Linked DNA regions of Sus scrofa: regions 2 and 3 are each linked to region 1. Evidence: chromatin contacts called from public Hi-C and promoter capture Hi-C data. All regions are on one chromosome and are shown on one strand. The core of a region is the stretch at or near the end of the contact, and the rest is flanking DNA. Distances in the headings are between cores, read along the strand shown. Region 1 holds the start of CCSAP (centriole, cilia and spindle-associated protein). Region 2 holds the start of ABCB10 (ATP-binding cassette sub-family B member 10, mitochondrial). Region 3 holds the start of TAF5L (TAF5-like RNA polymerase II p300/CBP-associated factor-associated factor 65 kDa subunit 5L).

Region 1 (2,700 bases), core at 70-2,569:
AACCAGCAGAGTGGAAGCAGCAGCAAAATTGCCCCGCTAACCCATAGAATCGTGAGAAATAACGCATCTTGGTTGTTTTAAACCACAAATTTTAGGGTGGTTATTATGCAGCCAAAGCTAACTGAAACAGATTGTGTTCTGATTTTTTCATGTAACTGCACATCATCTTTCACCCACGTTATTAATATATTTATTAAGGTTCTTTTGTTTGTAACCATGGGAAACCATCTTAAAGAAAAAGGAGATGCATTAGAAAGTTCCTGGGGTATTTTGAGCTACAGAAAATAAAGTTGGGGAGGGAAAAAGTCTGGGTCACTGTGGGGGTGTCAACAGCAGGAGGTCACAGTATATCTCTCCAGAAAACTGCCCTTAACAATCAGTACTAATGACGTCTAGATTACTAACTTTAGTTTTCAGAACAGGCTGACTCCCGCGGGGGCAGCGTCTACCTTTGGATCATTTAGCTATGATGGGGGCGGGGAAGGACGCGGAGACAGGCAACAGAAGGGAAAACAGTCATGAATCAGAACAAATCCGGTATGGAAGCCGGAGCCAGGTAATTCATTACGGCCTAGGCCTGCTTTTCAACTGCTAAATATGTCCCGATATTCCAAAACGTTTCTTTCAAATCTTTTTGTAACGAATGTATCCAGGCTCCTTTCAATAAAGGGGAAGAATCCATGTGGGGCCCTTTGGAAAATGTAACAATCAGAGCAACGTTGTATACTTAGCACCACTCAACTGAGTGGGCCAAGGTTTTCTGTGCAAATTGGTCTCCGAGAGGGTGGCTCGGCCAATTTTATCATTCTCATAAAAAATGTTTGGAGCGTGGACAAGAAAGGACTCGTACTAAAACGTGAAAGGGGGTTAAAGCCAGAGTAACAGGTGTTGTGAACAGAGGGAAGGAAGCAAGAGTCAACGTGTGGACTTGTATTGTTTTTGGGAACCTCGAGGTGTCAAAGAGACCACTGAATGTCGCTGGCTGAGGGGCGGCCGGTCCTGGATGCCTTCTGCAGAGGCGGGGGCCCAGGGCAGCGCCTCCAGGGACCTGGGGCGCGGGCGCCTAGGGCGAGTGGGCAGGGACCTGGCGGGGACTCCCGGCTTGCCGAGGCGCCCGCGTCTCGGTGCCCCACGCACCACCCTGAAGCAGCCGCCCCCACCGAGCCGGGCGGGGGGCCGGGGCCGGGAGCGCGCGCGGGAGGCGTTGGCTCCCAGGACTGAGGCGGCGCCTTCGCCTCCCCGCTGCCGCCGGAGGAACACGGGCCACCGCGCCAGTGGCGACATCTTGCTCGGCAGGAAAGCGCGGGCAGAGCGCGCGACTCTGGGCTGCTGCGCCTCGCTCGCGGAGGACTGCTTGGGCGCCGCGGGGCCGGGGGCGCAGGGCAAGGCCGGAGCCGCACGAAGGAGGTAAGAGGGGGCCGCCCCTCCTGCCCCTACCCCGCGCCCAGAGGGCGCTCCCAGGACCCAGAGGCCGCCCAGCTCCCCGCGCCCACACCTCCTTCTCCTCCCTCCTCCACGGTCCATTCCCCTGGTTTCCGCAGCCTCTGGCTGCGCACCTCCCGAGCCGCCCTCCCCAGTGACCCCCACGCCCAGCAGCGGGTACCGCTATCCCCCTCCCCTACCCCAGAGCCGCTGGGCCCGTCCCCGCCCCCTCCCAGGGCTGGCAGCGCGTTCTCTCCGCCCCTTGCCCCGCCCACCGCCCAGGTCCGCCTGCGCTGTGCCCGCCTCCACTCCCCGCCCGCCCCCACCCGCGCTCCCGTTCCCGCTCCCACGCCCCGCCCCCGTCCGCCCCGTTCGGGCGGGGCTCCGGGTTTAAACGTCGCGGCGGGCTGGGCGAGCCGGAGGGGCGGGGCGCGCCTCTGTGTCTTGTCGCGGATTTCGTAGGCGAAGGCTAGGCGCGGAACGGCGGGCCCTCGGTGCCGGCGGGCGCCACCATGTCCCCGGGGAGCGGCGTGAAGAGCGAGTACATGAAGCGCTACCAGGAGCCGCGCTGGGACGAGTACGGGCCGTGCTACCGCGCGCTGCGCCACTACCGCCTGGGCCGCCGGCTGCTGGAGCAGGCGCACGCGCCCTGGCTCTGGGACGACTGGGGCCCAGCCTCGGACGACTCGGCGTCGTCAGCGTCGTCGGGCGCCGGGGCCCCATTACCCCAGTGCACCCCGGCCTCGCCGCCGCCGCCCGCGGAGCCCGCGGCGCGGGACGGGTCGGACCAGCCGGCCCACGCGGCCCAGGAGGAGCAGGGTGCGGAGGCTGTGGGGGACGCAGAGGACGCGGAAGACGCTGCGCTGCCAGGTACCGGGCCGGGGAGAGGGGCTGCGAGTGGCCTGCTCGCGGTACCGGATTTGCTCTTGCATCTCTGAACTGCCCAGCTGTTTCTCGAAAGCGCTTGGGGAAAGCTCTTCCTTTACCTATTTTATTTAATCTTTTCATTGACTTTTGGTAGGAGGAGAATGTGTCTCCCTTGACAAAATAAGAAAAGTATCGGTCCCGCCTCCGCCCTCCCCTCCTTTATTTCCGTAATTGGATGGATCTGGGTTGAGCCAGCTGTGAACTCATTAAAGTGCCTCTGGAGAAGTCCGGGTTTTTACCCAAGGGCCTTGTTGGCCTCTGAGCCGCTGAACTCGCATCTGTTTATTTTTCAGCGCGCAATTGTTTATGAGAGGAGCCCAGCTTTCTTCAGATTCCCAAAGGCGACCGCAA
Region 2 (2,897 bases), core at 350-2,849, 140 kb before region 1:
ATCCCACACCATCTTTCCTTTATTGGTACTTCCCCTCAAAAGCCCTACATTCTTTACCTACCAGGGCCTAAGTCAGGTGAGGTGAGGCACTGTCCTGGGGGCAAAATTTACAGAAACTCAAAACAGTCCCAGTAATCAAGATAAGTGATATTTTAATGGAAAAAACTTTAAAAAACCAGAGTTCCCATTGTGGCTCAGGGGGTTAAGGCCCGATGTTGTCTCTGTGAGAATGTGGGCTCAATCCCTGCTCTGGTTCACACAGCTAAAAATCAGGCACTACAGCAAGATGTGGTGTAGGTCACAGCTACAGCTCTGATTCCACCCCTGGCTGGAGAACTTCCATATGCCACAGGAGTGACTGTAAAAAGAAGAAAAAAATTAAAAACCAAACTGGCAAACAACTTTGCTAAATGCTTGATTTTTTAAATAGGTTTTCAGGGCTCGATCAGGGTGAGAAGAGAGAGGCAGGATCCTGCAAGTAAGTGCAGGGGCAGATCCTGCCTTTGAAACTTTTGCTATATTGTTCATCATGGGTTTTTGGCATTAATTTTAATTTTGGGGGATCTTTTTTAGGGCCACACCCACAGTATATGGAGGTTCCCAAACTAGGGGTTGAACTGGAGATGTAGCTGCTGGCCTACACCACATCCACAGCAACTTTAGATCCAAGCAGCACCTGCGACCTACACTACAGCTCACAGCAATGCAGAATCCTTAACCCACTAAGCGAGGCCAGGGATCCAACCTGCATCCTCATGGATGCTAGTCAGATTCACTTCCGCTGAGCCACGATGGGAACTCCTAACTTTGATTTTTTTTAAAAAATTTGAACTAAAATGTCTGATCAGTGACTCGCCCCCCCAATCAATAAATATTGCAACTGAGGCAATTGTCTCTCAGTAGCAGCCTCATTCGAGTCTCAGCCTGTAAAAACACTAAGTCACCATAAAGCTATCCACCTCATTCAAGCACGATTCTAAGATTAGACCTAGGCCTCAGCGTACAGAGGCCCCACCGCTAAGTCTCCATGTCCCCGTGGGCTTCAGACCCTCTCCTCCCGCCTTCCGTGCACGTGCACGGAGTTCTGACGAGTCTTCTTGCTGGGAGCAGTCGGCGCGCTTCGGCCACGTCCACTTCAGCATTTCTGTCCTGCACAACGCCCTCCAAGTCCGCGCCGACCTGCGGGGGCGTCCGGTCGGGTGACGCCCAGCACAGAACCCGGGGACACCGCCCCGTCCTGGCCCTCACTGACAGCCGCGTCAGGGTGCCAACCTCGCGCGACAGCGTGCGCGCGCTCCGCGGAGCGAGTCGGCGTGAGAAAGGAGCCTCAGCTTCTTCCGGAGAGGATGAAGAGCGCGAAAAGGCTTCCCCGCGCAGTGGGGCGCAGGCGCAGCGGCGCACGGCGCTGTCCTCGGCCTGGTCCGCAGTCGCTCCGGAGGCGTGACCGTGCTCGGCCGCCCGATTGGGGGCGCTGCGGACGGGCGCCGGAGGCGGGCGGGGACTCCCGGGGGTGGTCCGGGCTCGGCTCGCCTCCTTGGGGGCGGGGATGGGGCGGGCGCGCCCGTCCCGGGCGGCGAGCGGCGGCCGCGGCCGCTGGCTAGGCGGCGGTCTGAGGCGCGCGGGTCAGACGCGGCGCCATGCGCGGCCCCCCTGCCTGGCCGCTGCGGCTGCTCGTGAGGCGGGGCCCGGCCTCCCGCGTCCCCTGGGCCCGGCTGCCGCCGACGCGCCTGGGGTCAGCGCCACCTTGGGGCGTGGGGCCGGGGCTCCTGGCAGGTGGCGGGACCGCGCGAGGTCCACACGGCTGGGCTGGCGGCTGCCCGGGCGGGGGTGCCGGCGGCCCTGCGGGCGGAGCGGGCCTCTCGCGGCTCCTGGCGCTGTGGGCGCGGCCCCCGGGCCCCTCCAACTGGGGGGCGTCCGCCGGGCCCAGCGCCTCAAGACTTCTGCGCGCCGGGTTCCCGAGCGGCCCAGCCGTGGGCGAGGCCAAGCGGCGGCCGGACTTGCGCGCGGCCGCGGCAACCCCCAGACACGACCCGCCGCTGCAGCCCGCTGCTGCCGGACGCTCGGAGGCCCAGAAGCTCCTGAGGCTGGCGCACCCAGAGCGCCGGAGGCTGGCAGGTAGGGCCGCCCCGCCTCCCGCCTCCGTCACCCCGCGGCCTCGCGGGGGCGAGGTGTTGGGGCCACGGGAGAGGGGGAACACTGCGGCGGAGGGACCCTGGGCCACTCGAAACGGTGCAGAGGGACGAGGTGGCCTTTCACCTGGGCATTTCTACTGGGACGTGTGGGGCAGAGCGTGCCTCGCAGTAGCGTTGTCAAGCCATTCCGGCCAGCTGGCCATCAGTTCACAGAACTGTCGGGTGTTTGTTTTCTTAGCTTGACACGGGTTATACAAGGGGATCGTATCTCAATATTCTAGTGTTTGGGTCTGTTCCGCTTTCACTTTGCCAGCATTCACAGAATGACCTGGGTCTTCCCCCCCCCCCCACCCGCTTTGTAAAATTAATCCTAGCACCAGATAAACCTGTTTTGTCATATGAACTTGCACTTAAGAAACAAACCAAGATGTTATTTACTTTAGGTAAGTTTGTTAAGTAGTCAACAATGTTTTTACTGTGTGAGGCAGAACAATCTGAGTCTTTCAGATTTGTCTCATAATTTTGCCTACTTTTCAGAAGAGTCAGCACTGGCCATGATCAGTGATCTGTAAACTCCAGGAGCTTTGAGAAACTAGGTCATAATCCTTTCAAAATGAATATTTTTAGAAAGAAAATCCAGATAAAAAGATTTTTCTATAGCTTCTCATTTTTAGCTATAAATGGAGAAATGTTTAAATGCAAGGGCCTTGTAAGAGCTAAAAGGCTTTGAGATTTCTCCACATCTTCATTTCTTTAATATTTATT
Region 3 (2,992 bases), core at 44-2,543, 190 kb before region 1:
ACAATGCCGGATCCTTAACCCACTGAGTGAGGCCAGGGATGAAACCTGCATCCTCATGGATACTAGTCAGATTCATTTCTGCTGATCTACAATGGGCATTCCCCTAAAAATTTTTTTTCCTTTTAATGAAATTAAAATGCTATCAGGCATAAGTCTACAGATAGATGCTTGAGTCCATCACCTTGGGAGAAATTCAGATGAAAGCAAACAGAAGATGGATTACACACAAGTATTCCTGCTGTGCTCCAACACCACATCCTCAGAGGTTAGTTCGCAGAAATTCAAAGGGACAAAACCCAAAGTGTTCACAGAATTTCTGAAAAGATTCATTCATACTTGGTTTTAGATGGAAAAAGTAAATTTCTTCACAAATGCTTCATAATATACTATGTATCAGGACCAGCTCCTTTCAACAGTTTAAAGAGACAAGGAGGCAGTATTTGGACATAGTAATATTTCCTCAAGTACAAAATAAATACAGTATAAACCTAGTTCCAATAGAAAGATTTATTCCAGCTGCAACAGTAACGTCCCAGTATAACTTGATCCACAGCTCTTCTGAAAGACTCTACAAAATATAGCTACAAAATTAACATGAAAAAATACCAATATAACAAAATCACGAATGAAAAAAGAATGCAAACACTCCAACCACCTATAATCCCATAAAACTGAGGCATTTATAGTTTGAGTTTCTAAGTCATAGCAAAAAGGGCAAATATATCAGATTAAATCATTTGCATTATATAAAAGTAAGCAAGTCAGTTCCTTAGGAGAGAAAGTTTTTCATGATACTTAATACTGAAATAAAATTATCATAAAAACAAAACACGGCCAAGGAAATACCAGAAAAAGATCGCAGCCCCATGACTCTATTTTAAATACTGTCAAACCAAAAAGAATTTGCTGGATCACTGAATGTTTTAAATCTAAGAGGTCTGAGGTCCTACAGACCTACCTTCAGAACTAGTTCTTAGTAGGTATCTTTACAGGGAATAAGCAAAAATCAGATGAAAGACATTCAGCAGAGTAATTTTCACTCTACTGCAGACAACAGAACAAGTCAAGTGCTGTCAGTCACCCTATAGTCAAAACGTCCAACATCCACTCAACAGCTACTTACTGAAATTCTAAATCCAATGTCATTGAGACAGCTACAAAGTACTTAAAAACTGTTTGCAAAATTGGCTACAAAAATACCCCAGACACTCCCGGAGTCTACCCACTCTTCCACTCTCAAGGCCCCGCGGCGATCTTTGCAAGAGAGTGTGAAAAGCCCGTTGCTGACAGCAAGGCTGCGTCAGCACTCACGCGCGGCCGCACTGAATCTACGGAATAGAAGGGAGCCCAGTAGCCAAAATCAAGAGAGCAGAGCCAGGAGTGATGGGAGCGAGCCCAGAGCGGGCTGACCGGGGGCGGGCGGTCCCAAGGTGAGCAGCCCCCTCGGGGCCGACTCGGGATAGGGACCGCAGGAGGGGCGGAGGGCCGGGCCAGGAGCGTGCTCACCTCAGCGCCGGCCCCAGGTAGGGAGCTCTCCTCAGGTCTCTCCTGGGTTGGGGCTCACCTGCAGGCCGTCCCCAGGTGAGAAGCTCACGCACACTCCGCCGGGACGGGCGGCGGGCAGTCCCCAGGTATGAGCTCTCCTGGCCGCCAGCCTGGGCCGGGGACCGCGTGTAGTGGAAGACTGCTACCTTGGGGGCGGCGGGACCGACCCCGGGCCCACCACGTGGGGCCGGCGGGTTCCTTCCGCCCGACGCCAGCGGCGCGGAGGCGGGGCGCGCTCGCCAGGCATCGCCAGCCGAGCGCCGAGGCACCGCGCCCATTGGCGGAGGCGGTGGCGCGTCGGAGGCCGGAGCGGCCCAGCCCGCGGCGGCTCCGCGTCAGTCAGTCATGGGGCGGCCGCCCAGAGCCGCCGCGGGGGCGGCGGGGCGCGGGGCGCGGGAGCCCGGCTGAGTCGGCCGGCGGGGCGCGAGCCTGCCGCGGAGTCGACGGAGGCGGACACGGGGAGAGCCCGGAGGCGGCGGCGGCGGGGGCAGCGGGGGCCGCCTAGGATGTTCAGTGAGTGGGGCGGCGGGCCGAGGGCGCGGCGGGCGGGCCGTGAGGCCTAGGAGGTGGGGGCGGGGCGCGGGCGGGGCGGCTGGGCTCCGCGGTCCCGCTCGGAGTCCTGCGGGCGGGGCGGGCGGCGCGAATGGCCGGGCGCGCGTCCCCGTCCCTTCTTCATTGAAGGCAAGGGAAGTGTTTTGGGGCGGAACTGGAGATTAAACTTCGCACATGGTGACTGTGGGTGGACGGGCGTGAGGTCAACCTTTGCACGGGGCGCGGGGGATGCCCACCTGCAAGGGCACGCAGGAGGTGGCCCCGCTCCTGACAGCCAGGTGAGGCGTGCGCCCCGCGGCGTCGCGGAGCCCTTCGGCGAGGCGTGGGTCGGGAGGCCGCCGCGGTGGGAGACCGCGGTGTCACTGTAGCCTTAGCGGAAGTGGAGCGCAGGAGGCTCCGTGTAGCCCTCCCTTCGGCGGTGGAAGTGTCGTTTCAGTGCGGATCTCGCAGCCTGCAAGGCTCCGGGATTCGGAGGGAATCCTGCCCGGCCCGAGCGCCGCTGGTCTTGAATCGCGGAAACTCTGACCTTGCGGGTTGAAATCTTGGAATGGTAATTCCCGTTAAGAAGAACCAGGTGCCTCATTGGGAGGAATGGTGGGGCGGAGTTTGCTCTTAAGTGATGCGAGTGTAGATACACCTGAGTTGTGGGGTAGGGGAGGACACGGGAGCCCTGTTTGAAAGTGGGAATAGGAAAAGTTTGGGCCACAGCTTTAAACTGGGAGCTTCTTAATGTAGCGAGTGGGTCTTGAGGATTACATAGACTTCAGGTAGAAACCATGTAACTATCTGTAACCTCTTCGAGCCTTCCTTTCCTCTTCTGTAAAATGGGGTAATGACTGGTAAATTGCAAGTGGACCTTTTTTAAAGGATGCCCGAAAAGGAATAATATAGGAGA

The links. Promoter capture Hi-C pulls out the DNA fragments that hold promoters and counts their contacts. Hi-C and Micro-C count contacts between places; a contact is called where the count stands out from the background.
Region 2: a Hi-C map of liver shows a contact between it and region 1, with 5 times the contacts expected there. The contact joins the promoter of ABCB10 here to the promoter of CCSAP in region 1. A contact is called at or near these places in 2 of 47 Hi-C or Micro-C datasets (heart right ventricle and liver) and 1 of 2 datasets of contacts at active chromatin or transcription factors (alveolar macrophages).
Region 3: a contact with region 1 is called in a promoter capture Hi-C map of liver, with 3 times the contacts expected there. The contact joins the promoter of TAF5L here to the promoter of CCSAP in region 1. A contact is called at or near these places in 1 of 5 promoter capture datasets (liver) and 2 of 47 Hi-C or Micro-C datasets (embryonic fibroblasts and heart right ventricle).

The regions. Positions count from the first base shown.
Region 1 is chr14:60,443,733-60,446,432 of Sscrofa11.1, forward strand. It overlaps CCSAP (centriole, cilia and spindle-associated protein), which reads left to right and starts at 1,320. Exons shown (of 4, transcript XM_013983237.2): 1 at 1,320-1,407; 2 at 1,885-2,292. The coding sequence starts at 1,935.
Region 2 is chr14:60,308,294-60,311,190 of Sscrofa11.1, forward strand. It overlaps ABCB10 (ATP-binding cassette sub-family B member 10, mitochondrial), which reads left to right and starts at 1,600. Exons shown (of 13, transcript XM_021072390.1): 1 at 1,600-2,115. The coding sequence starts at 1,638.
Region 3 is chr14:60,253,209-60,256,200 of Sscrofa11.1, forward strand. TAF5L (TAF5-like RNA polymerase II p300/CBP-associated factor-associated factor 65 kDa subunit 5L) reads left to right here and starts at 1,294. Exons shown (of 5, transcript XM_013983234.2): 1 at 1,294-1,430. It overlaps URB2 (unhealthy ribosome biogenesis protein 2 homolog), which reads right to left and starts at 1,254. Exons shown (of 11, transcript XM_021074277.1): 1 at 1,124-1,254.